Linked DNA regions of Mus musculus: regions 1, 2 and 4 are each linked to region 3. A link is a contact called in public Hi-C, HiChIP or PLAC-seq and promoter capture Hi-C data. All regions are on one chromosome and are shown on one strand. Each heading gives the region's core, a stretch centred on a gene start, on an enhancer-like site or on the middle of the called end of the contact. The rest is flanking DNA. Distances are from core to core; before and after follow the strand shown. Region 1 overlaps Lifr (LIF receptor alpha). Region 2 overlaps Egflam (EGF-like, fibronectin type III and laminin G domains). Region 3 holds the start of Gdnf (glial cell line derived neurotrophic factor). Region 4 overlaps Lifr (LIF receptor alpha).

Region 1 (5,878 bases), core at 604-3,103, 620 kb before region 3:
TCTGCCTTTGGGTGCATGACAGTTTGAAACACCCCAGGAGTAGACGACCTTTATTTGTGTCATCTGAAGTCCCCCAAATCTTACAGATAATGGCTTGTTCTTTTAGTTCAGATTTTATCTTTTATTTTTATTTTATTTTTTATTTTTTATTTCTTTTCTGACAGGGTCTCACTATGCAGCCCTGGCTTTCCTGGAACTCACTATGTAGATAAGGCCAGCCTCAGACTCAGAGATCCACCTGTTTCTGTCTCCCAACCTGGAACTCACTATGTAGATAAGGCCGGCCTCAGACTCAGAGATCCACCTGTTTCTGTCTCCCAAGTGTTGGTGTGCGTGTCACCATGCCTGGCTTCTTATTTTATCTTCTAAAGAATCATGTGAGAAAAAAAATACAGGATGACAAGGGACAAAGTCATGATCCTGTTTTTAACCCTAGGATTCAACTACATTTTGGAGCTCCATGATATAGTTAGTAGCTCTTAGAAATTTTCAGTACTGAAAAATATTCCAAGCCAGAGCCAACACCAAAGAGTTTCTGTCTTCCTTGTGCCCTCTGGCTCCATCCTCTACCCAGCCACTCTAAGCCCTGCTGCCTCCTCCCCCCACACCACGCCCCTCCCCTTCTCCCACCCCCTCCCCCCCTCCCCACTCCCTGAAACATCTTACTACTGCTATGCCCTGCTTGGCCTCTGCCTTGTTCCCCAGTGAAGCTTCTCAGTTTCTTATTCCCATCTAATTGGGATCAGAGTTTGCGAAGGTTACAGCTCATCATTCCGCACTACGTTAATCTGGGAACACGGGACGGTCAGGAGAAATGGACTCATTCTGTCCAAAGGATGTCCTTTTGGCGTGGGTGTCCAGAATGTTGGGAGTTTAGAGTGCTGCTCACCCCACCCTGCCTCTCAAGTCCATTCTCAAGGACCACTGACTGAGGTATGCAGAAGCGGGGCAGCCCTGGATTATTGTAGGAGAATGTGACGTAGGACTAAGGCCAAGGCAGCTTTTTTTTTTTTTTTTTTTTTTCCCCATTGAAGTGAATGCAGCTGCCTCCCTGGGCAGTGTTGTTACCTCTGTGGGTGTGTATATAGGAGTAGCCTAAACAGGAAGAGGACAAGGGAGAAGCAGACCACCACTGCCATGCCCTTAATACCTGTCTCATGGTTTGGGACTTTGGCAAGTGTGCACTGCGGCATCAGTGCAAGGGTCGTTCGTGCCTTCAGTGCAAGTTGGCCTCGTAGTGGATATACTCTGACGTCGGGGGTCACTGTGAGAGAAGAGCCTACAGGTGTTCCCAGCTCGAAGTGGATATACTCTGACATCAGGGGTCACTGTGAGAGAAGAGCCTACAGGTGTTCCCAGCTCGAAGTGGATATACTCTGACGTCAGGGGTCACTGTGAGAGAAAAGCCTACAGGTGTTCCCAGCTCTTAGGAAAAGGAGAGAAACTATTCCTTCCTAAGAAGAGCCCAGTCATTGGCCAGGCAACTCCAGATATCTCGACCAGAATTAGGTTCCTGTCTGTCTGTTGAACAGAGCCACATGCACACCCTTTTGTAAGCCAGTTTCATTCAGATTTCCCTGGTGAGACATGGAGATTGAGGGTATCATAATACTTATGAGTGGCCATTTTCAATAACATCTAATTAAAGAGAACATTCTTAAATACTTAATAGGCTTTTTGAGTTTTACACTCCATGAATTAGTGCACATGTACCTTCGGAATCTTCCTGTTGGTTGAACCTGTGGTGTCCCGGCCTTGAGACGGCAGCTCTGCATATCTGGAACGCTGGGTTGTGTTTCTGAGCTGGGTGATAGAGGTGCTTTTGTTCCTGCAGCTGGCAACAGAAGCCGCCATTCATCGGGAAGCTCGAGGGAGGAGCTGTCAGCCTCGGTTTGCACATTAGTCTTGCTTTCGTGGTTCAGGGGAACTGGAAGGATTGCATTCCGAACACCCAGCACTGTCGCACTCAGACATGACAGTAGGAAATCACAGTCTTAGAAGTTCTTGCAAACTGAACTCTTGTTAGAAAGCTCTCCTGTCACAGTAATCCTGACTGTATTTGCATCCGTCCCAGCCCTTTCAGTGCTCAGTATACCTAATTTAGTGAAAGGCTTAAGAATGCTTCCTCCCGATAGAAATTTGAAGTCAATGTCATGGTATTTTGCAATTCAAGTACCCCTTCATATGTCAATATGCAGAAAGTATTATCTCAAAGTCTCTTACTGCTTAGGCACTTACTCAGATAGAATTTGTTGTGTTTGCACTAAGGTAATTTCTACTGTTTCCTGTTTGAAACTGGGTTGAAATGAGCAAAATGGCCTTTTAAAGGATCCCGAAAGTACAATACTTGGCATCTCAAGTGAAGTGTGGGGGAAGGGCCATCAGCTGCTAATGCCAGGCACACAGTGAGAGTTCTGTGTCTGTATTGATGGGGTCCCTTTCTAGAGTGTGACAGATTCCGTGGAACTGTCTTGAAGGATGGGAGAGATTAAGATGTGACTCGCATAGATAAAAAAGAATTGACTGAAAGATTTGGATACATTGTGGAAACAGCCCCACAGTGTGAGGGAAACTGTGAAGACTCATCAGGCCTTTCACTAGATGCGCCCTGTCAGCACCCTATTCACTGCAGAGTTGTTTGCTTTTGTGTCATGAGCTATTAGCTTGGAGACCCATCTGTACCAATCTGGCTTGCGTTATGTCAAGCAGCATGCATGAGCGAGCTTAGCTGATCACTAGAAGAACTCATTGTCTTGGTAAGATATACCAAGGCATTTCCTTGAATTGATTTGATACTTTCTTGTGAAAAAAAGTTTCATGCTGTCATACCTGTCTTACCTCAGTGTCCAGGACAAAAAAATTTACAGAGGGGGTGGGGGTGGGGCCAAGCAAAAACTGTTAATCTTTTAGACATAACCCTAGAATATCCTTCAAAGTGATTTCGCTTGAATCGTGGATTCTGCCCAGTGCTATTCACCCTGTTTAAACCTCTTAGTTTACTAGGGTTGTTGGATTTTTGCTCCCTTTATCTTAATAATTACATGACCATATTCATGCTGATTATAATACAGAGGACTTATTTCTAAATGGAGGCATAAATGATTGTGAGCAACATTTAGCTGAGCACTACCAAGTTTTGTTTTGTTTTGTTTTGTTTTTCCTCTTGTTAGAGTTTCTGGGGTTGTCCTCTGGCCTAGAATAGCCACATGCTTCTAATTATGATACGAGATTGTGACTGGATCAGGCTGTCCTTAACCAGAGTAGTACTTCTTCTCCTGTATTATGAATGGCAGTTTTTGTCCAAGGTGTAAATAGAATTTGCTTAAGTTAAATTCTAACTGTGGCATACTTTTATTATAAATAAACCATATCCGATTGCACATTAAACAAGTGTGCAATTTTTGGTTGCTGGAACCGAATACTTTAAAAATGAAAAAAACATGCTGAGGATAAAAGACAGGAACATTAATGTTAGTTGATTCATATGGGCCTTCAAGATCGCCTTTGTATAGACAATCAACATGAAAAGAAATCCCGCTGTAATAGGCATTTTGCTGTACTTATGCCTAGAATATTTGGTACATCTAAATTGGCTGCCTTCCTAATTTTATTCTGATTTCTTACATGCGCTTTTATTTGTAATTATTCCATCTCAAATGGGTAGTTTCAACTTTCCGAACTAGCTCCAACATCCAGTAGCATATCTTTAGAGATCAAAATATCTTTAGGTAGTAATCCCATCGTCCTTAAGTCCTGAGCAGCTGAGCCCTTTGGCAGGTGGTCCTAGAACAAAAGGCTGAAGGGAGGTTTGCGGGGCGATGCTCTCCTTTGATGCAAACACTTTCACTGTCTTTTCCGATTAGCTCAATTATAAACACCCAGCTCCTTCCGCTTACGTTTCCTTCTGATGTAGTCTTTGACAAAGTATGAACAGCATGGTGAAGGAATGTTGAGGAATGAACCCTGTCCAGCTCCTTGTGATGGGGTAGATGTTAGGGGATACCACAGGACACAGCTGCTAAAAGACATTCTCTTTAGAGTTGCTTTAAAAAGGTTGTTCTGGATAGAGAGATACGCTGAGTCCCAGATGATACCAACTTACAGGCATGTCCAAAGGTAAAGTAAGCCATCTGAAAATTCTCATTGGTCCTAGGAAAATTTTTTAAAATTTATTTTACCAGATCTTTCACTAGCAGACAGGCCATCAGCCATCTTCCCTGTAACACTAAGAAATTACCACTTTTTTTCCTTTCAAATTTGCATTACAGTGCATTACTGTTTACAAGACACACATACTGTGAACAGATCTAAGTCTTCGTCTTTTGTAAGGTTTGTAGAATGAATGTTGTTTTAAAAGATGGTGTCATGTTAAATATCTCTAGGTCTCTGTAAATGCTAGCTCCTGTTTACTAACTTTTGTTTGGTCAGGTGTGTGTCCATGTAGCTGAAAGAAGATAGAAATTGCTGTTTGCATAACTTTCCCCTGTTTTGTTTCTTGCAAAATTATCACTACAGACTTGTGTTAAATCAAAGGATCGGTTATGATGTGCAATACCTAAAATCATGTTCAGTCCTATAAGGAATCTTTTCAATGCTCACACACAGGACATAAAGGAGATTGATGTGTGTGTGTCTGCGATTCACTCCGACTCAAAAGATTCTGAGTTGAGTATAGAATAAAACAGTACTCACGGAGATTGACAGCGGAGACATTCCCAGCTTTGTGAAATGTTATGTCGCTGTTAAAACGGGAAATTTGAACCCTTTATAGCATAATTTCAGAATTTAGCGTCCATATCTTTTGAGAGACATGATTATCACAAGAACATAGATGATGTAAATAGCCTAAGACACTGCAAATATAAAACTACTATCGCTTGGCTGTTAATTATATAAAGATGTTACCAATGTCTGTTTTTAAAACATGCATGTATTTAACAATTTTATCATAGTATTGTCATGGAAAAAATAAATATATTTTCTTACATCTTACCCTAGTAAATTTGGACATTTATTGTTTGGGGGTGCTTTCCCTCATGTCTCAAACATTTAAGAAAAGTGTCCTTCACTTTGTTCTTTGTTTAGTTCTTACTCTTATCCCATAATAATCACAGTGACTCTATAGCAACCAAGAAGCTTTAGCGGTGGCTTTAATATTTGGAGGTATTGCTGTGCTGCTGATAGCACCTTCTATTTGCTCTGTTAAGTTCATGTTATATTTATAGAGAAAAAAAAGGATTCTTATATTTAAATTAAAAAATCAAATTACTTTTTACAAAGTGAGAACCTAGCATTAGCAAGTAGCAAGATTATTGCCATATGTAGTCGTGCACACCTTTAGTCCCAGCCAGCACTAAGGAAGCAGGAGCAGAGGCAGAGGGATCTCTGAGTTGGAGGGCAGCCTGGTCTATATAGATCCAGGCCACCCAGGGCTACATACTGTCTCAAAAAAGAAAAGAAAAGAGAAATGCTGGTCCTTAAAGCAGGAGTTGTAATTTATTATTTCCCAAGAGAGCTGAATATTTCAGGAGTTTCTGGGAATGCATAAAAATTTCAACTTAATTTTGAAATATAGCAATTGACTTAACAAAAGTCCAGTCATTTAGAAGTAGGCAGTGGCATTAGAGAAATGTTCTTTGTCTTTTGTGGCTCAGACTTACCACGAATAACAGCCAGAGCATGAATGGACCCGACTTGAGCCTGTAAAAGTACAAGCCAGTTGTAGATTAGTTGTGAAACACATGTTAATATTTAAGTGCTAGAAAAGCTCACACATATGGTCTGTACTTTGGGGAATTCTCAATGGAGAACTTGTTCCCAGAAGGTTGAGTTTCTGAAGCCAAATTGTGTACCACTGTTACCTACAGGAACAGAAAAA
Region 2 (5,852 bases), core at 1,263-3,762, 590 kb before region 3:
CTGGTAAGAAGAGCAGAAAGAAAGTGTTTCCTTTCCATTCTCCCATTGGTGGTACCATAGCTCTGTCTCCTGCATGCTTAATTTTAGAGCTGTACAGTGCATTCAGTAGTGAATGCCAGGAAGAGGGGAGGGGACTTCTGTCTAGGCTCACTATAGCCTGACTTAGAGAGGAAGGCATCAAGCTTGTCTTCCCCATGCAGAGGGCCACCAGGCTAGCTACAGACAAGTCAACCCTGGGCGGTTCTTTAGGAACCTGCTGGTCCTTGACTCTGAGTTACGCTTCTTCGCTCCCTTGGCAACATGGGCTGGCATCAGTCAGTCAAGCCAATTTGGCTTCTCTTATCTATGCTTGGTTTAAGAATAGACACAAAAGTTCTTGTCTGATTTACCAGGAGGGCTCTACCAAAGCTTCCTCTCTCTATAGCGAGAGCCCTTTCTGCTTCTATAGGACACTGACCAATTTGACAATCACCTCATGAGTGTCCTATGGGAAGCTAGGGACTATGCTGAAGGTACCATGGCAAGCATGGATGAGATATTGAATCTTTGAGGATGCTGCAGGGCCTCTGGATTAATCAGCCCAGTTGTATGAAGGTTGTACACATTTTATGAAATCTTCTTCCTGTTTAGGACATTTTAAGCTGAGTTTTATGTTATGTGACCCTCTAAAGGCTTTAAACTGAAGTAGATCATGAACATGTCCTTTTGGATGGCTTCACACAGGTGTCCATGTGCCTGACCACACACATCCATGCGTGTGCTCCAGCAGAGCTGCTCTGACTTGAGGCTTCTCTATCTCCAGCTCCTTTGGCAGTTGGCAGCCTCTGGCTAAGCACTGGTGACCAAAGACTCGGGCTCCTTCCATAATGCTCAGCTTTGTGTGTGTGTGTGTGTGTGTGTGTGTGTGTGTGTGTGGTGCTGAATGACTTTCTACTGTTGGTAGGAAAGAGGCAGAGGCAGACAAGGGTGCACCTTGTCTGGGGATGCTTCTCATCTAAATCCTCATTCCAAGGCAACAAACAGAACCTGTCATTAGAGAAGTGAAGCCGGGTCTATCTCCTCCCACAAGCCCATGCCTTTAATCCAAAACAGTCCCTAAGCTGGAAACCAACCATTCAAATATCTGAGCCTATGGTGGCCATCCTTAATCAAACCACTACAGTAGCCTGCTATGCCTACAGTCACCGTAAACAGCCCAGTAAACGATTTCTCAATTAGTCTTGCTCCTCGATATCCTAAGTTCTATCCTAAAGCAAGGTGGCCTTAAAGATATATATTTATATTTCTCTTATATTTGTAAGAAAAATTCCAGAACAATTTTTTCTGGTGATTAAAGGCCGATGAACATCTCCACTGTCAAAGGACTGGGGGACAAACTGAAGTTGCCAACAGCAAGCCTGGCTGAATGGAAGGATGCTTTAAGAGCCAACCTCCATCCTTGCCACATATACAGGCTGCTTGAAATTCTAGCCCGTCCCTGCCCCCAGGGAACAAAAGCTGTAACTGGAGCATTTGTATCATGCCTTCTGTCCTTATATTATACTCTTCTGTCCACACCAAGAGAAGTGAGCAATCTTCACTGTACTGGGCAGAGCCTTGGAGGGCAGTGGACATTTGAAGACATAGGCACTGACCTGGCAGGAAGTGGCTCTGAGCTGCTTGGTTGGGGGCAGCTGAATGAACCCTTTCCATAACTGGCTCCAGGCAGATCTGCAGGCCATGGCACAGAATAGCAGAGAGCTAAGAACCCCCTCTCAGGTCAGAGGTGGGGGTGTCTGATGTGATCATACTCCAGCTCCAGGGGCATCCAATTCCTTCTGCCTCTCAAACGAGAACCCTGGAAACCCCAGGGGCAAGTGACATTCTTCCAGGCCCTTTGACCAGAAAAGGATTGGAGAGCTTACGATGGGGTTGTTTGGAAAACTGATGCCTTCAAGTTTTTGCTTATTTGTTTTGTTCTTGTTTCTATGTTTGTTTCATGTTCACCCCCGCCCCAAAACCCCAGCCCATGGGGAGAATTATCATCTGGCACAGACGATGAGGATAAACTCATGGAGTGATACTAAAAAACTGACATCTAGGGAATAAGCAAGCTGCTGCGCGGGGCTCATTACCTCTTGAGGATATTTGGGTTGTCATACGTCAGGTAGCTGCGGCCGATGAACTGTGGGATCTCGATGGCTTCTATAATAGCTGAGACAGAACAGAAAATGGAGGTTATGAGACACGCGCACCCCTACCCCCCTTCGACTTCAGCTCTCACAGACGTCAGGAAAGCTAGCTGTGGAATGTGCTATTTGACAGCTTGTCAGCCCCTTCCTCTTGGCTGTGCATGTGATTGGCCCGGCTCACGGCAGCCTGGCCCAGTGGCCTGGCAGGGGTTTCGCCCCTCTCCCCTTTCTCCAGAGCCTGGCGGCCACTGTCACCAGCCTTGGCGTTCTGCAGAGAAGGCTTTGCAATGTGCTGAAACTTGAACTGTCCCCAGCGCTTCTTGGAAGCTGGAGAGGAGCTGGAGCCATGTGGAGAGCAGCTGGGGATAACCCCAGAGTTTTGCCAAAGGAGGCAGAGAAAGTCATCCCCAAACAGGGCCCAGCGGGGCTCTTTATTTGGGGGATCATCTCCTGAAGACCCCGGCTCTGATATGAGTGACTGAGAAGTGCAACGGACAAGCTTCGGGCAACATGAAATCCTCCTGGGTGAGATTTGATGAAGCCCTCACTCCAGGCTCACGCGGAAGCACAGGCAGGGTAGGCCTGGCTATTCCCATTTCAGAACAAGGTAATCGAGATCCCCCCAGCTAGAACGCAGACAGGCCATGAACCAGACCTCATTTTGGTTTCTGCCCACCTCCTACTCTCCAGTATTTTAGAAACGAATTTCCTTCCTCCCCATTTCCCATCCCTTGGTCCTCCTGAGAAATCAGCCTTTCATAGACATCAAAAGAGCAGGCGTGTGTAGTGTCACACGTTAGGGTGTGTGGAGGGGGATTTCTGCTAGAGAAATAATCACACAACCCCCCTGCTTTCCTCTTTGGAAAAATACAGAAATAACAGCTTAAAGAAGCCAAGGCAGAGTAGATCTCACACTGAAGAAATAGTATGTAAAATGAGGGAATAACTGGCTTATGAGACAATTATAACTCCAAGAACACACGTTGTTGATACAAAGAAGAAGTTGTCTAAGGACTCCACACCCAGGGAGGGAAACCTATCACTTGATTGTGAGCAGTGGGAGAGTTTCAATTTGACTTTTAAACATACAAAGAGAATGAGAGAGAAAGGTTAGTGGGTAGACAGCCATGGGCCAGGAAAGCAGAGACACTGTGGACTGGGAAAGCAAAGGAGAAGCAAGGACCAGAGGGATGCGCTCCCAGGACTCAGAGCAACACTGTTGGGGTGGGAGTGGGGGGGTGGAGGAAGAGGAAGGGGTGGAGAGGAAAAAGAGGAGGGGGCGGGAGCTCTTGGTTGAGGGGCCAGCCCCTTATTTCAGGAACTGTGGGCTGATAAGGAAGCAAGTGGAAGATGCCCAAGCTGACTGGCATAGGAGACTGACCTCGGCTAAACATAACCAAGAAGGCCCCAGTGGGCCCTCTCACTCCAGAGTGAGAGGTACAGCCAGGACCCATCGCTGCTGTTGTTGGCCCTGTCTGTGGGACTGTCGCCAACAGACATCATTCTCTTTTGGACTTCTTGAAATGATCACGCTGCGTTTGTCACAAGTCTGCTCTGCAAACAGACGTCCCCCCCCCCTCCCCAGGAGGCATCTGTCTACACGAGTGGATTCTAGTCTAGCTGCCTGCCTGCTAACACCCTACCTCAGTACTTGCCAGCTTGGGTACCCATGCTGGGAGGCAGATCCGTGGTACCTTGGTTGGTGTGTCTGATTCCCACTCCCGCTTACCCCATTTCCCTTCTGCCTGCAGTTGGCTGCACTGGGCTCAGGGCCTGGCCAAAGCTGGAGGCTCTGGCAGGAGCTCGAGCGGTTCAATCTTCCAGGCCTTACTGTACTTACTATTGAGGCAGTGGTTCCCACACTCTGCCAGGTGCCAGCATGAAAGAGAAAAGGAGAGTCAGCACTCACAGACATGGTACTTTAGAGAGGAGATCGTTGGGAGCCAGGTTTTCCTGCTTCATGAAGCCTTGTGAAGATCCACCACAGAATGGAGGACAGGCTGTGGCAAGAAGCCCTGGCCATTTCTTCAGGGAATAATTGATGTTGTTCACCCTTAAGTTTATTGCACTTGAGGGTGGCAGAGAACTAGAGACTTATCCTTACTCCCGAGACACTACTTCCAGCTCTCCTTTCTACTACATCTTGAAAAATGGCTTGCTACCTGCTGGCTATTGAGTGTTCTTCAGGCTGCATGCAATCAAGCAACAATATACCAACCAGCCACACCTTCTCTCTTGGATTTTGAAAAACCAAGCTTTTTTGTAATTAACTAAGGGTAAGGCAGTCTTCAGAAACCACACCATTAAGTACCACGACAATGCCCTCAAGTTAGTCAATGCATGAAGGCACACAGGCAAAAGAGCTGTTCCATTAAAAAAAACACCAGTTCCAGAAGAGACTACTGAGCTCATTTCCCAACCTGCATGGTTTAGGTTTTATTGTAAACATGTTTACACTTTAACCTAACCTTCAGACCAAGCCTTTCCTGTGTTCATTCTTTCGCTGCCATGGCCTGACTCATGTATTAATGAAAATGCCTCGCCATTCACTCGCATCTGTACACGACAGCATGTGATGTTGGGTGGTGCAAAAACTGCCAATGAAGAGTGCAAGTCCCATACACCCCGACCCAAGAGAACCTGTCATGTGAGAGAGAGATTTGATGTTTTTGATAAAGAGTTGGAAGGTCGGGTCTCTCAACACACTCAGAGAAGACCATGAGGGTTCTAGGGACTCACAGTCTCAACGCCCACGAGGCTGGTATGCAGCACTGCTTCTGGGTACACCTCAGGGCCAGGGAACGACCAGGTTCATCGGATGGTTAGCTCTCAGGGCAGATGTACCTTTCAAGGGCAGTTTACTTGGTTCATAATTCTTTAGTGTAATGGCTGAGCACATCCAATACCTAAATCTAAACTGAATCTTTTTAAGTGCTGACATCTGGAAAATTCCACACTTGAGATCATGGTGAGGGATCAGTCAAAAGGTGGGCACACTAAAAATGCTGCAGAAAATTGCTTCCAGGTTCTGTAGAAATAGTATATATTGGAAACACAAATAAACCTCATACTTAGATTTGGGTCCCATCCTCAGGGTATCTCTTTATGTATATGTAAATATCCCAAACTTTAAAAAAGTCAAGTCATTTTGGATAAGGTCTATATAACCTGACTTCGCAGGTTTTACACACACACACACACACACACACACACACACACACACACACAATCTTTGTCCATCCAACTAGCCCTGCAACTAAAGACCAATGTAACACAAACATACCCATTTTTCCAGTGTTTAATGATGTACCATTCTAAGAAAACAAATCCCCAGCAGTATGCATGACTTACATATTTTAGTAACGTTTTTATGAATAGTCTTTTTAAACTGGGTTTATATCTACTGAAGCTATTTTCCTATACAATGAAACAAAAAGTATTTTGTAATCACCCAAATCAGCTACAGCAATATACAAATCTGCTAAGTTCAGCACAAAGCATCCCAAGTGCTGAATGAGTGTTAGATCAGGACTGCTCGGGGAAGAAGGACCTTTGAAGACCCAGCCTTGCTCAGGAATGTTATGCCCTAGGCTCAGGCTTCGGGTTGCGGCAAACAGTCCACCTGCCATGGAGAAATGTCTCCATCTAGTGGCCAGCCTGACTCTGCAACACCTGTGTCCC
Region 3 (6,037 bases), core at 1,126-3,625:
GCTTGGTACCCCGCGCGGGCCGGTGCCTTAAGCACGCGCAGCAAAGGCCACGCGCGGCGGGAACTGGTCTGGCCAACGCTTCAGGGTAGAAATCGGTAAAAAGAAAAGTAGGGATGCGGGGCGGGGCCCAGATGGACTCCTTGGAAGAGCATCCAGGGAGATGCACACCCCATCCCCACCCGGGTGTTGGGGGGGAGCAAGTGCCACCAATTAAAGAGCGGCTCAGAGAGGAGCGAAGAGCGGGTCCCGCGTCTCTCAGAGAAGAGTGTTCCTGCACCTCCTCGGGATTGGGGGCGGGGTGCTTTCGGGAAGCCCGATGCTGCCCGCTTACAATAAGATGGAGAGTCTCCTTTGGCGAGGCAGAGAGTGAATGTTTCAAGTGTTTTCCTCCTTTGCCAGCGTCGCCTCGCTTCTGATCGAGGCTCGCCATGTCCAATTTTAAAAGCTTTCCGTGAGCCAAACTGAGATAGATAAATAAATAAATAAATAAATAAATAGGAAAACCCTCTTAATGCGGAAGGGAAATCTGGTGCCTCCGCCGCTTCCTGCCGACCGGCACGGCGATCCAGGACCGCGCCTTAACCCCGCGCCTCCCTGCCGCTCGGGACTGCCAGCCATTTCGCACGCACCCGAGAGCTGGCAAAGCTAGCACCCCGGAGGCCTTGCCTTCCCCCCCCCCCCCCGCTCCCCGCTCGCGAAGCGCCTCTCTGCACTGCTGCGTGAGGGGCGGGAGCCAGGGGAGTCTTTTTTTTTCCCCCTCCTCTGGGGTGTTCGAGCCAGCCCGCGCAGCCGGAACCCCGGAGCTGTGTGGTTCCGTCGCTTCCCAATCTCCGAACCCAACAGCTGCGGAGAAAACAGACGCCCAAGGGATGGAAAATGAATTCGTCTCCGCAGCAGTGGGAGGTGGCAGCCGAATTAAATGCTTTCCTAGTGGCCTTATCTAGGGACCTAGACTGGAATTCTGGGTGGAGATTGTGAGGGGCGGGAGGGATGTACCCCGGAAAGGAGAGAGAAGCAAAAGCCTGGAGACTAATAGGAAAGGTGCAGGGAGGTGTGTGTGTGTGTGTGTGTGTGTGTGTGTGTGTGTGTACCTGAAAACTGATTTGCCCTCCCCCATTAAAAATGTCAAGACTGTTTTCTCAAAATGCATGATTTACCTGATTTGAGAATGCTCCCCAGCCAATTCCCCATGCTGGAACAACGGGACTTGTGAGTGACAGAGTACCACCATACCCGAAGTGATTCAATCTCTCTTCCCCCGTCTCTTTGGATGGGACTTTTCGCCAAGTGAACATAGCCTTCTTTATTAGCAAGCTCACCCCAGACTGCAAGGCCTTCTTCCTTTCTAGAGATGTGAGGTCTTAAGAGTCCAAAGGACTCGGTGTTCAGGACTCTTACTACGGTCCTGGGTCCTGGAGTAGCTAGGGGAACCGAAAGATAGCATCTCTGCTGAGAGGGACAGAATTAGGACCAAAACTTCACAAAGCTGCAAAACTAAAATCAAGGGCGTGTTCGGGTATACCACGGAGGGCTTTAAATGTCAAGATAGATCCAGTCGCCGCCTACTAACAGTGGTAAAACATTTATTGGGCACTTTCTGGACTTGTTCGTGAGTTAATGATCCTAAGAAGTGGAACTGGTATTTTAAGCCAAACCGATGCTTCCGAAGTTAAGTGACTTAACTTGGCACTTTTATGCAGGCCAGAGTCTGCAAAGTCACATGAACTTGTTCTGGTGACATTTTTTTCTTTCACTTAGCCAGGATGTTTAAAAGGTAGACAGAGGGAGGGCAAGTGTTTCCACCAAGCCTGAGCCTACACCCTGCCTAGTTAGAAGAAAGGTCCAGCCTGGGACAGATAGGTGAGCTTGATTTTAGTCCCAGAGGTAAAAAGCCTGTTGTTTGCATCAGCGAAAGGATGGCTTCCAGAGCTCACATATGGGAGTTGCTGGGGAGGGGAAGGGTGGTCTCTGTCTGTCGAGGGCCGGGCAAAGGTAGCCAGATGGGGGCTACCCCGTGCGCCCCCGCCCCCCGGGAATATGGGATGTCGCGCGAGCCAGTAGAAGCAACGGGCCCGGAGTTGTGGTATAAATTTATGTCCATAATCTGACCTCTGGAAGTTGGAGGCTGGAGGACCGAAGAGTGGTCAGCAGTGCACCCGTTGGGAATGCGAGCTGCACCTGGGGTGTACCAGGGATGAAGGAAGATGGGCGGGCAGTAAACCAGAACAAGGGCGGGGTGCTTAGGGAAGCACCGATCAAAAGCAGTGCGGGCGGAGAGGCTGTGAGTTGGGAGCAGGTTGGGGGGGGGGGCAGGGAAGTGGTGAAGAGGCTGCCCTGCAGTCAGCACCAGGGTCCTGGGCGTCTGAGCCTAACTTGCCTGGTGCGGTTCTCTTCCCCGCTGCCCGCCCGCGCAGGTGCCGCCGCCGGACGGGACTCTAAGATGAAGTTATGGGATGTCGTGGCTGTCTGCCTGGTGTTGCTCCACACCGCGTCTGCCTTCCCGCTGCCCGCCGGTAAGAGGCTTCTCGAAGCGCCCGCTGAAGACCACTCCCTCGGCCACCGCCGCGTGCCCTTCGCGCTGACCAGTGACTGTAAGAACCGTTCCCTCCCCGGGGGCATCATCCGGCGGACCCCAGGGCACCCTACCGCAGCATGCACGCACGCAGTCACCCGGGCCAGCCGGGAAGGTTGTGCGCCTCTCCACTAAGTGGGAAGGGCTGGGAGGCCCTTAAGGGTACTCAGCTGCATGCCGCTGCCCAAGGGTTTCCAGGCGCCTTGCAAATACAGAGGATGTGGAATAGTGTCCCTTTATCATTCTCATCAACAAATATCCCACTATCGCCACCATCACAACCACAACCAGGGCACACACACATTGCCCCCAACCCCTTACTTCCCTGCCCCTCTAAGAATACACAGCAGGATCTTTCTTTTAAGGCTATTTTACTGTGCCTTGCTAAAACCCTCTTGCATTTTCATCCTGAACTGCACTTGCAAGGAGTTTTGTGAGAAAGGCCAGCCAGAGAGAAAACACAGAAGGACCTCCATTTCCAGAGCTAGCATCTGCCTAGTGTCAATTCTGTTCAGAAGAGTTCTGCTATAGGAAGAGTCCAGGGTGACTAGTGCAAAGTGGACTGAAAGGGAGAAACGTTCAGAATGCACAGTGCTAACTCAAAAACAACAACCACAACAAACGCAGGGTACTCTTAAAACAAGTCTGTGATTTACTGCTCCAAAGCTAATGCCTTCTAGAAGCGAGCAATTACAACCTATCCTCCAGTCCTCAGAAGTCCATACGGGTAAAGTCAGATAGACAGGAAAGGAGTTACAGAGAAAATGAAAGTATCTAGGTTAAAAGGTGGCAACAGAAAAGTTGATACAATCTCAAAATACTCAGCGGCCACCCACCTCACCCCTTAGAACGAGTGGCTTTGAAGGTTTGCATTTGAAGTGCCCTGTGGTTATGACCACCAGGGAAAGCTTGAGTCAGCCCAGGACGTACAGAAACCCTTGGCCCTGGACAAGAAAACAGGCAGAATGTGGCAAGTGTTTCATTTCAACAACAAAAATGGCTTCTTGTATAAGGGTCAAAAAGGGGCGGGGGGGATAGAATTTTATAAGGATTTTGGGAGTGATTTGTGGTTTAAAAGGAACGTAGTTGGTCCCTTGAAATTCAGACCCAGACCTGTCAATTAAACTCATCTTTAAAGAGCCTCACTTCAATCCCAAGCTTAGGGCGTACAAATATTTCTCTGATTGAAATTCTAAATGCCCTCTGTTGTTGTCTTCATTTAACCATTGCAAAAGGGCAAACCAAAGGGACAGGGGCAGAGTGGCAGATAATAATAGTTCTCAAATTCAGGTATCAGTGGAGAGAACTCTGACTGTTTGATTGCATTCTGATTAATTCATGGGGGTTTAATTGCTATATTAGTATCCTGTCTACCGGGGCTTGCTTCCCACTAATTCTTCCAAGTTAATGGCTTTAGAACTCAGTGTGAACAGTTTACAGCTCCACGGAAGGAATGCCTTTCTTCTCCCACGTGCCAGTAGCTACCAGGATTGCTCCTTGGCCTCCATACTCCTGTCCTAACCATCCTTGGAGAATAGACTCATAAAAAGAGAGTGGAGTCTTCTAAGAATGCTAAAGGTTGTTGATACTGGATTGCATGCCAGGAGTCTAATTTAATGGGTTTGAGGTGTAGCCTGGGTGTTCAGACTTTTAGATGTTTCCCAGGTGTGTCTAGTGTTGTTCCCAAGGTTGAGTCACCAAAGTTTGATAACACCCTAGGAAAAACCTGAGGCTTCTGTGGGTTAAGCAGCCGTTTAGCAACCAAAATAGTATTGAATCCCATTGACTGCCTGGATCCCACTGGGAAGTGGGCAGGATTGCATCTCCCTTTCTCAAATGATACTAAAGCATCTATGGACAAGATTCTGACTACGATTTTGTTCAGGACAGCAGAATGCATCCAATTCTGCTTTGTCTATGGAAAGACCCAGTAGAACCTAGACAGAGAAATTACCCAAAGAGAAACTGAGCTGTGTTCTAAGCCAATTGACTTCTTTCCAGGTATGTTCAATTCGGCAGCAAGCTGTCAGTGCAGGGAAGGCAAAATAACGACAGTGTGCAGACTTTAAATATTCAACTAATGTCAGCACACCCCTAACACAGTGCTGACATTTATATCCTCACTGTACACAGAGCAACTGGCTAAGTCTTGTGTAGAAAACCATTAAATCATTGCATTTCATTTGAAAATAAAAGGTGCTATAAATTTTGGTCACTGTAGTTTCCTTCGGGTGCTTGGGATTTCATAATTAAGCAAAAGAGCCTCTGTCACAGTGACAGTCACTGTGCACTTTCCATAGAGACACTGGAACTGTGTCTTCCACTGCACACATTCACTCTTGAGACAGCATCTGTTCCCCTGGGTCCAGGACAAGTTAAACATCCCAAGTTCTATTCCAACATAGGAAAGCCAAGCAGATAGAATTAATAACTGACTTGCTTGTCTTGAGGTTGGCTATAAAATAAATGCCCCATGACCATTTTTAACTTACTCGGAAACTTGCTTGTAGCTTGCTTTTGGAAGCATCCAAGACTTTGTCTCTAGCCCCCTTGTTCATTTGTCTTTCTTCCTGCCTATCTTCTCCAAACGAAGATTAGAGATTGTGTGAGAGGTCTGTCGTTCAGGTGTCATAGCATTTTAAAGCTGAAACAAAAGGTTTCTGGTTCTGAGAGCTGAAAACATGAAATCCAAAGTGCCAAGTACCCCCGGTGGCAGTAGACAGGTCTTGGGACTCCGAGGCCAGTGTTTACCCAAACCACTAAGATACATTACGTATGGAAGGAACTCTATGGGGGTGGATGCCCTTCAACCAGTGACTAAAACTGATTGCTCAAGATTTTCAGAACTTATTGAAGATTCATTCATTATCGTCTTATGCTACATCTTGACTATCACTCTAACAACTAAAAGCATAAAATACGTACAATTTTAAATGTTTACATTCGTCAAATAATGTGTGCCTGTTCATTCCAGAGACTGACCAGAGTGCCACAAATATCTGGTATACGTAACACAGAGATGTCTCTGACTGTATAGAACATCCTTCCATGAATGTACATATTTGGTTCCAAAAAAATTAAGCATGAAGGAAACCTGGGCAGGTAGCATGGACTGAACTTGATTAGACACCAACTGGGAAAGGACTTATTAAGTGTGGTGGTAGGGCTATAGGTCAGTTGGTAGAGTGCTTGCCTCACATGCAAGAAAGTCAAGTTCCTGGGTAATTGGGAAAGGGCACCCAGTACTTAGAAAGAGGCTCTTGAAACTAAAATCTGTGAGGATAACTCTTTTCAGAGACACTGATCCCTTATTTGAGATCAGAGACCAGTATCTTCTTTCTTTTTTTTAATTAATTAATTTTTTTAATTAGGTATTTTCTTCATTTACATTTCAAATGCTATCCCAAAAGTCCCCCATACCCTCCTCCCCCACACTCCCAAAAAATAGTTGTCCAGAGAAATTAC
Region 4 (6,318 bases), core at 726-3,225, 670 kb before region 3:
AGGTCAGGGTTGCCGCTGGCTGCACTGATCCAACCTCCCTTCCAGATACCTTTCTCAATACTTTCCTGATCCAGGATCAACGCCAGGCTTATCGATCTCTGGGGGTGTAGATCACAGCCGTGCAGATGCTTAACCCGTATCCTCACCTAGGAAGCAGACCTCTGGGTGTGTGCATGAGGGTGTTTCCAGAGAGGTGGTTTACGTGATGGGGCGGGGAACCCACCCTGAAGCCGGGTAACCTCACGCCTCAGGGTCGTCAAGTAGGACTGAAGGAGCAGGCAGTAGTATAGCAGGAACTTCGGCTTCATGTTAATTAGCGACAGGAAGTCACTGCTGCAGCCAGCCGTGCTTTGCCCACCTGGCTGGCCTGATCCTTAAAATGGGCAGAGTAAACCCTCTCTTAAGCTGCTTCTTGCCAGCTGCTGTCACAAACACCTAATACAGCCTGCTTCTCGACAAAGAAGACTCTGAGATATTTCTGCCAAATGCCAGTTATTTCCAAACATTTTTTTCCTGTTCCATTCGTTCTGTCCTCTTCCTCTGCCCCCTTCCTTCCTGTCAATTCCTTTTGAAAAGCATTTGTTGTAGTCTGAACTGATACCTAGGGTTTGTATTTCTGAAATTTAAGGGGGTGGGGGTGGGGAAAGCAGGGTTCTTTTAACGTAAAAGCTTCAGATTATAACTCTAAAAAAATATACCACTAGGGCACATTTAGGTTATTATGTGTGCATTGAAATGCAGATATTAGAACAATTTGTATTTTGAGACATGGGTTTGGTTTGTATGTTTTGTGAGTTTTTTGTTTGTCTGTTTTTTTGTTTTGTTTTGTTTTGTTTTGTTTTTTTCAGTTTTAAGGCAGGCTTCTTAGTTGGCTCCCTAAGAAGTCTTTTGGCCTGGAAATGTGTTTTGTTTGGCTTGAATGCTGTTGTGGTATTTCCCCCACCCCCTAAATTAGCTGCTAGCATTTGAAAATGAGATTTCACATGTTTTTCGTTTTATTTTTGTTTTTAAAAGATAGCAAGCCCTTCTGAGTCTAAGAGGGAAGGCCTGGCTAGACCTGCAGTACGTGCTGGTTAAGGTGCCTGCTCTGCAGGTAGCAGCGCTCTCTCTTTCTTTCTGAGTCTGTGTAAAACAAGACAGTAGCTCAGTTGGAAGACCCGTGGCTATGGGATGCCGTGTCTATTTCCTGTATAAAACAGACAGAGGCTCTGGCTGCTAGCTGCTGGCCACCCCACTGTCCTTGGCAAGCCTCAACTACTTTGTCTGGCTGGCTTTTGGAGTGTGTTTGGGTTTGCACCTGCTCACTTAAAGAACTCAGCTAATCAAAAGTCTACTTAAGAGTTGGAAGCAGGACAGGAAGATGGCAGTTATTTTCCATTCGGCCCCCTCCCTGCAGACTGTCAGAGCGGGATACGACGATCACATGCCCCGCCCGTAGAAGCAGGTGACGCTTGCTAGTATGGCATTCACCTGACAGGATGGAAGGAGAGAAAGGCCCACAGCTGCTGGTTGCTTGAGGTATCCTGAAAGTACAATGGCCGTAGGGTTGTGCTCGTCTCAGTTAGTTTGATGACATGGAAGTAAGGACTGCCCTGAGTCCGAGTCGGGTCAGTTGAGAGCTAAAGCCTAACATTCCAGCTGTTTGCTGTGGTCCTGTTCAGCTGTGACCATGTTAGTGCCAGAAGGGGTGTTAGAGCCCTGGACGCCTGAGGTCTCGGGGGTCTTCTGTTGTGGATTCACAGTTAAATGTATTGCTCCAGAGCTGAGATTGGTAAATGGTGCTAAATTCAGGTTCCCAGCTCTGCTTCTTAGATGTGTGACCCCCTCTGTGCCTCAGTGACTTACTGGAAAGAGAGGGATAGCGACACTGGCTTCATAGAGTTGGCACGAGGATTCAACCCAACTGCACACATGGTGCATGCTGTCTGAAAACGGGAGTTGCTTATTGCCTGGCAGAGTCAGCCAGAATCCGAATTTGAAGTGCATCAAGTGATTGCATAATTATCGTTTTTTTTTCCCTCCCTCAGTTTCAGCAGGCCTTTAGGAGTGGGTTTAATCTGTGTATTTGAAAAAGAAACTAACAGCAATTTGAGCCAAGTTGCTGGTTTATCTCTAGATATATGTGTTTACCTTACTCTTGGGGATATAAAGGAAGAGTGGGTGGGTGGGGGACAGACAAGAAAGACATTGTAACTCCTCATTAAGAACTTGGTTTGAATGAGTTAGGCACAATTGTCAAGTAAGTCCTGAGTATACAGTGCTCCTAAAAGATACTGTTCGGTTCAAAGACTTTAAAAAGCAATAGGAAATAAAGTAGAAAGAGGGGGTATATTATCTCCCTATTTTGTGATAAACATGGAAAACACAAATTAAAGTACAGGTAATGTCTTGCTTGAGAATGAGCATCAGCCTCAGACTGAAGAAGTATCAATACCCTTAGTAAGGAGAGGGTGGGAAGATGGGGAGTGGCTGCTTCGTAAAGCCCCGAATCTCACGGGGAAGATTCCTTGCTTCGTACGGATGTGAAATGAATTAATGGCTTAAGCTACCCATGCCAGAAGTGATGAGGGCCGTAGCAAAGGAGATAGGGATGGGAAGAACACGGGGGTGATTGGTGGTCAGTTGGGAAGGATGAAGACATGAATGGGTGTCTTGAGTAATCTGGAATTGGCCCGGGCCTGAGAGAACATGCCTAGAGGGGAAAGTGAATTTCCTTGTGTTTCCTTTTGGGTTTTTTGAGGACTCTGAGGCATCCAAGTATACATGCAGCATCCAAGAGTTTTCCACATGGGTTCGGGAACCTCCTGGAGTGGTTCTGTGTGGGTAAGCACACACTCATCTGGTAAATGATTAGTCTGAAGCTGGCCAGGGGCCAATTCCGTGAAGCAAATTTGGAAGTCATTCGTGCTGAGTGGTGGTTGAAGCCACGAGGGAGGATAACATTCATGGAGGGGGAAAAAAAGGATGAGATGAGCCAGCCATCACCAAGCTCAGGAGTGCTTCCAATTATTTAATGCACGCGCCTGGCATGGCTGGTAACTCGTGGGGCTGAGTCGAAGGATTCTAGCCATATACTAAAAGGAATCTTATCTGTATGTGAAAGATTCTGGCAGAATGTAAAAGGACACAGAAGCCCTGAAATTGGCAAGATAGACGTCAGTGTTAGCATGTCAGTTATGCATGTATGATAATTCTCCATCGGAAAGAAGGAGATAACGCCCAGCTGCTGAAAAACAAACAAAATCCAGATTGAATGATTTTAAAGAAAACATTGCAAATTACCAAAAAAACATTTGAAGTATTTTTATTGTAAATCAAGGAATTGGTACCTTCACAACCCACGAGTTAATGATGAGATTTGGAAAGACATCATCCTTAGTGTTGGTGGGAGAACAGAAACATCCATCTGTTTCCTATCTATTAACTATCTATAATCCAAAAGTCAGAGAACTGCAGCTTCAAACTTGGGAACTTGAAATGCCACCATGCTTCCTGTCTTAGTCAGGGTTTCTATTCCTGCATAAACATCATGACCAAGAAGCAGGTTGGGGAGGAAAGGGTTTATTCAGCTTACACTTCCATACTGCTGTTCATCACCAAGGAAGTCAGGACTGGAACTCAGGCAGGTCAGGAAGCAGGAGCTGATGCAGAGGCCATGGAGGGATGTTCTTTACTGGCTTGCTTCCCCTGGCTTGCTCAGCTTGCTCTCTTATCGAACCAAGACTACCAGCCCAGAGATGATACCACCCACAAGGGGCCCTCCACCCTTGATCACTAATTGAGAAAATGCCTTACAGCTGGATCTCATGGATGCACTTCCCCACCTGAAGCTCCTTTCTCTGTGATAACCCCAGCTGTGTCAAGTTGACACAACACCAGCCAGTACACTGTCACGGTGGGGAAGGCTGCGCCTGGCAGTCTACAGCCTAAGTGAAGCGTCACCAAGAACACTGTGTAAGATACCTTTGGACTATCCACTGTGTGCCCAGTAGGAAATGTAAAGGAGCCTCATGTTTGGATTTGGGCTCCCTTCTCTGAGATAGTTCATTATACACACCCAAATGCCAGGGTGCAAAGGAAGACCAGTCCAGGCTCTGACACACCAGGCTCTGACACACCAGGCTCTGACACACTCAAGTTCTGTGAGCTGGATGAGGAGGATATGACCCGTTCTGAGGAGTGGGGATGTTCATGGTTGTTTTGAATGTAAGCTTTTTCCGTGTTAATAACATAGGAATGTTTGGGTTACTTATTTCCTTATTTTTCTTAATCTTATGTCTGTGTTAATGTACACAGGTGTGCACACATGAGTATGCATGCGGAGGTCAGAGGTCAACCTCTGGCTCTGTTCTTCAGGGGCTGTCTGCCTTGCATTTTGAAGCAATGCCTGTCTCTCAGTTAGACCCGATGCTCTCAGATGTCCAGGAGTCCTAGTGTATCTGCCTGTCTGGCACTGAGAATGTAAGAAGGCCTCACCATGCCCAGCTGGTTGGCATGGGTGGCAGGAATTGAACTCAGGGCCTCGTACTTGCATGACACATACTTTACCTACTGAGCCATCTCCCTAGCCAGGTAATTTAATCATAGAATGTTTTGCTCTTGTAATCAGTGCAAGTTCATTTGTTTGGTAGTGCTAGTGTTGGTGTATATAGTTAGTTCCACTGTCCTACTCCCAGGGACCTAGCAGTTGCTTATGTCAGTGCCTGCTGCCAGGTGTACTGCAGACCTCCCACCATCTCAGCTCGCTCTCTCTGTTCTTCTCCACGCTTGGCCCCTCTCTCTCCTCCTCTGCCCCCTCTGCCAGTTCTCATGGCTCTGCTCCTTGTCTGCCTGTCTTCCTGCTCCCAATCTGCGTGCCTCTGTTCCTTCCCCAGGTCCTCACTTCTCTCCCTTCTCCCAATAAACCCCTTTTACACCAGATCTGTTGCATAGGGTACATTTCTCAGAGGGGTACACCTGGCATGGGCCCACCAAAGGTATCCCCCTCGCCACATTATTTCATAACAGATACAGTAATATTCATTGAGATACTTGCATGCCAGTCACTCAAACAGCCTGGCTGAAGTTTGAGGGTGGGGAGTGTGGCACTTCCAGCCCTGACAGGTGGGAAGTATTGGAGGCACTGAATGGGAGACACTGCAAGGAACAGCCCATAGGAACTAGGTTTGGGGGAGGCACTGAGACCAATTGGAGTGTGTCCTGTTTAGGGAGCTATTGTGGTCTGGAGGAGGCCCATAGTCAACCATCCAGAAGCGCCTTGTTCACCACAGGAAACCAGCTGTAGGTAGAGACCACTGGCAATCTTTAAAGTGTTTTTGAGAACATTCTTATTTTGATATTCTGGAGTGTATAATGGATAGGCTTTTGAATTAACAAAAAAGGCCTCAACAGAATGAAAATTAGCCAACCTGACATGAAAGATCTTGAAAAACCAAAAATCTTGATGACGTATGCACTGAAAACAGTTCCTTGGAAATTGTGATAAATTGAGACAAAAAAGAAACAAAAATAATCTATTTAAATTGTATTAACATGTTCTCTGGGAGACTGAATATCCTACAGTATCCATTCACAGTGGTGGGTGCCTTTAAAATAACAAAGGTTACATTGTCCCAGGACGTCTGCAGAGTGCTGATTAAAGTCTGATGCAGTGGACTCCTTAAGCACTCTCATGCCCAGAGTATTTTACTCATGTTTTCACAGTGTCCTAGTCAAAAGACGAACTTAACCATCTGAAATTGCCAAGTCAAACCAAGTTAATAGCTATTTATGACCTAGATGGTCAAAACTGATTGGAGAAGTCCACACGTGTTACCTCAGAAGGAAAAATAATGACCCTATTTCATTCCCCCAAGGCCACGATGACTGAGGTGGCATGTGAACCTACTGGGCACCACACGGTTTCTCAGACTTTGGAAACAGATCTCACACCACCCTCTTTTCCATGGGCATGCAGATCTTTGGGGATGATCCTTGTGGTTTATTCCGTCAGTCACCAAAGTGACACTGTCACTGAAGGACATCTGACACGACCGAATATGGAAGCCGAGTAGTATTGGGCCAAGGCTTTCGGAAGCATTGAGTACATTACCGCTTTTCCAGAGAGTCTGCAAGCCCCCCGCGATAACCCTGGCAGTTTGCTTTGGTGCCTGGCCTCCGCGCATGCGCAGGAACCACCTCTCAAACTTCCGTTCCATGTGCGGGCAACACTTGGGATATGATCCGGCCTAATGATGAGAGCAGTGAGTGGGCCTGTCATGATGCTTAATGGGCCAGACACTACACCGCTCTGGGAGAGATGCGACTGTGCATGCAAGC

The links. Promoter capture Hi-C pulls out the DNA fragments that hold promoters and counts their contacts. Hi-C and Micro-C count contacts between places; a contact is called where the count stands out from the background. HiChIP or PLAC-seq counts read pairs in DNA pulled down with a chosen protein or histone mark.
Region 1: a contact with region 3 is called in an H3K4me3 HiChIP or PLAC-seq map of embryonic forebrain, with 2.2 times the contacts expected there. The contact joins the enhancer-like site here to the promoter of Gdnf in region 3. A contact is called at or near these places in 2 of 39 promoter capture datasets (cranial neural crest and hippocampal neurons), 2 of 115 datasets of contacts at active chromatin or transcription factors (embryonic forebrain and stem cell-derived neural progenitor cells) and 1 of 9 other capture datasets (embryonic stem cells).
Region 2: a Hi-C map of muscle stem cells shows a contact between it and region 3, with 5 times the contacts expected there. The contact joins the enhancer-like site here to the promoter of Gdnf in region 3. A contact is called at or near these places in 6 of 39 promoter capture datasets (the 3T3-L1 cell line, embryonic stem cells, hippocampal neurons and 1 more), 1 of 15 datasets of contacts at CTCF or cohesin (the NIH/3T3 cell line), 10 of 484 Hi-C or Micro-C datasets (the HL-1 cell line, LSK cells, cerebellum and 6 more), 4 of 115 datasets of contacts at active chromatin or transcription factors (embryonic hindbrain, embryonic stem cells, forebrain and 1 more) and 1 of 9 other capture datasets (embryonic stem cells).
Region 4: a contact with region 3 is called in a promoter capture Hi-C map of hippocampal neurons, with 2.4 times the contacts expected there. The contact joins the enhancer-like site here to the promoter of Gdnf in region 3. A contact is called at or near these places in 2 of 39 promoter capture datasets (embryonic stem cells and hippocampal neurons), 4 of 484 Hi-C or Micro-C datasets (embryonic fibroblasts, embryonic stem cells, granulosa cells and 1 more) and 1 of 115 datasets of contacts at active chromatin or transcription factors (astrocytes).

What each region holds. Positions count from the first base shown.
Region 1 is chr15:7,192,493-7,198,370 of GRCm38.p6, forward strand. It overlaps Lifr (LIF receptor alpha), which reads left to right. Exons shown (of 20, transcript NM_001358593.1): 20 at 1-4,997. Among named protein-coding and RNA genes, the nearest start is that of Lifr, 66 kb to the left of the region's middle. Within about 2 kb of position 1,854, at least 80 of the 459 cell types and tissues checked have an H3K27ac peak or open chromatin away from gene starts, as enhancers often do. A contact at or near this core is called in embryonic forebrain and stem cell-derived neural progenitor cells, where this site is marked.
Region 2 is chr15:7,220,634-7,226,485 of GRCm38.p6, forward strand. It overlaps Egflam (EGF-like, fibronectin type III and laminin G domains), which reads right to left. Exons shown (of 22, transcript NM_178748.6): 18 at 2,115-2,193. Among named protein-coding and RNA genes, the nearest start is that of Lifr, 94 kb to the left of the region's middle. Within about 2 kb of position 2,513, at least 25 of the 459 cell types and tissues checked have an H3K27ac peak or open chromatin away from gene starts, as enhancers often do. A contact at or near this core is called in cerebellum and muscle stem cells, where this site is marked.
Region 3 is chr15:7,813,175-7,819,211 of GRCm38.p6, forward strand. Gdnf (glial cell line derived neurotrophic factor) reads left to right here and starts at 2,376. Exons shown (of 2, transcript NM_001301357.1): 1 at 2,376-2,591. The coding sequence starts at 2,441.
Region 4 is chr15:7,143,821-7,150,138 of GRCm38.p6, forward strand. All of the region lies in intron 1 of Lifr (LIF receptor alpha), which reads left to right. Among named protein-coding and RNA genes, the nearest start is that of Lifr, 17 kb to the left of the region's middle. Within about 2 kb of position 1,976, at least 42 of the 459 cell types and tissues checked have an H3K27ac peak or open chromatin away from gene starts, as enhancers often do. A contact at or near this core is called in hippocampal neurons, where this site is marked.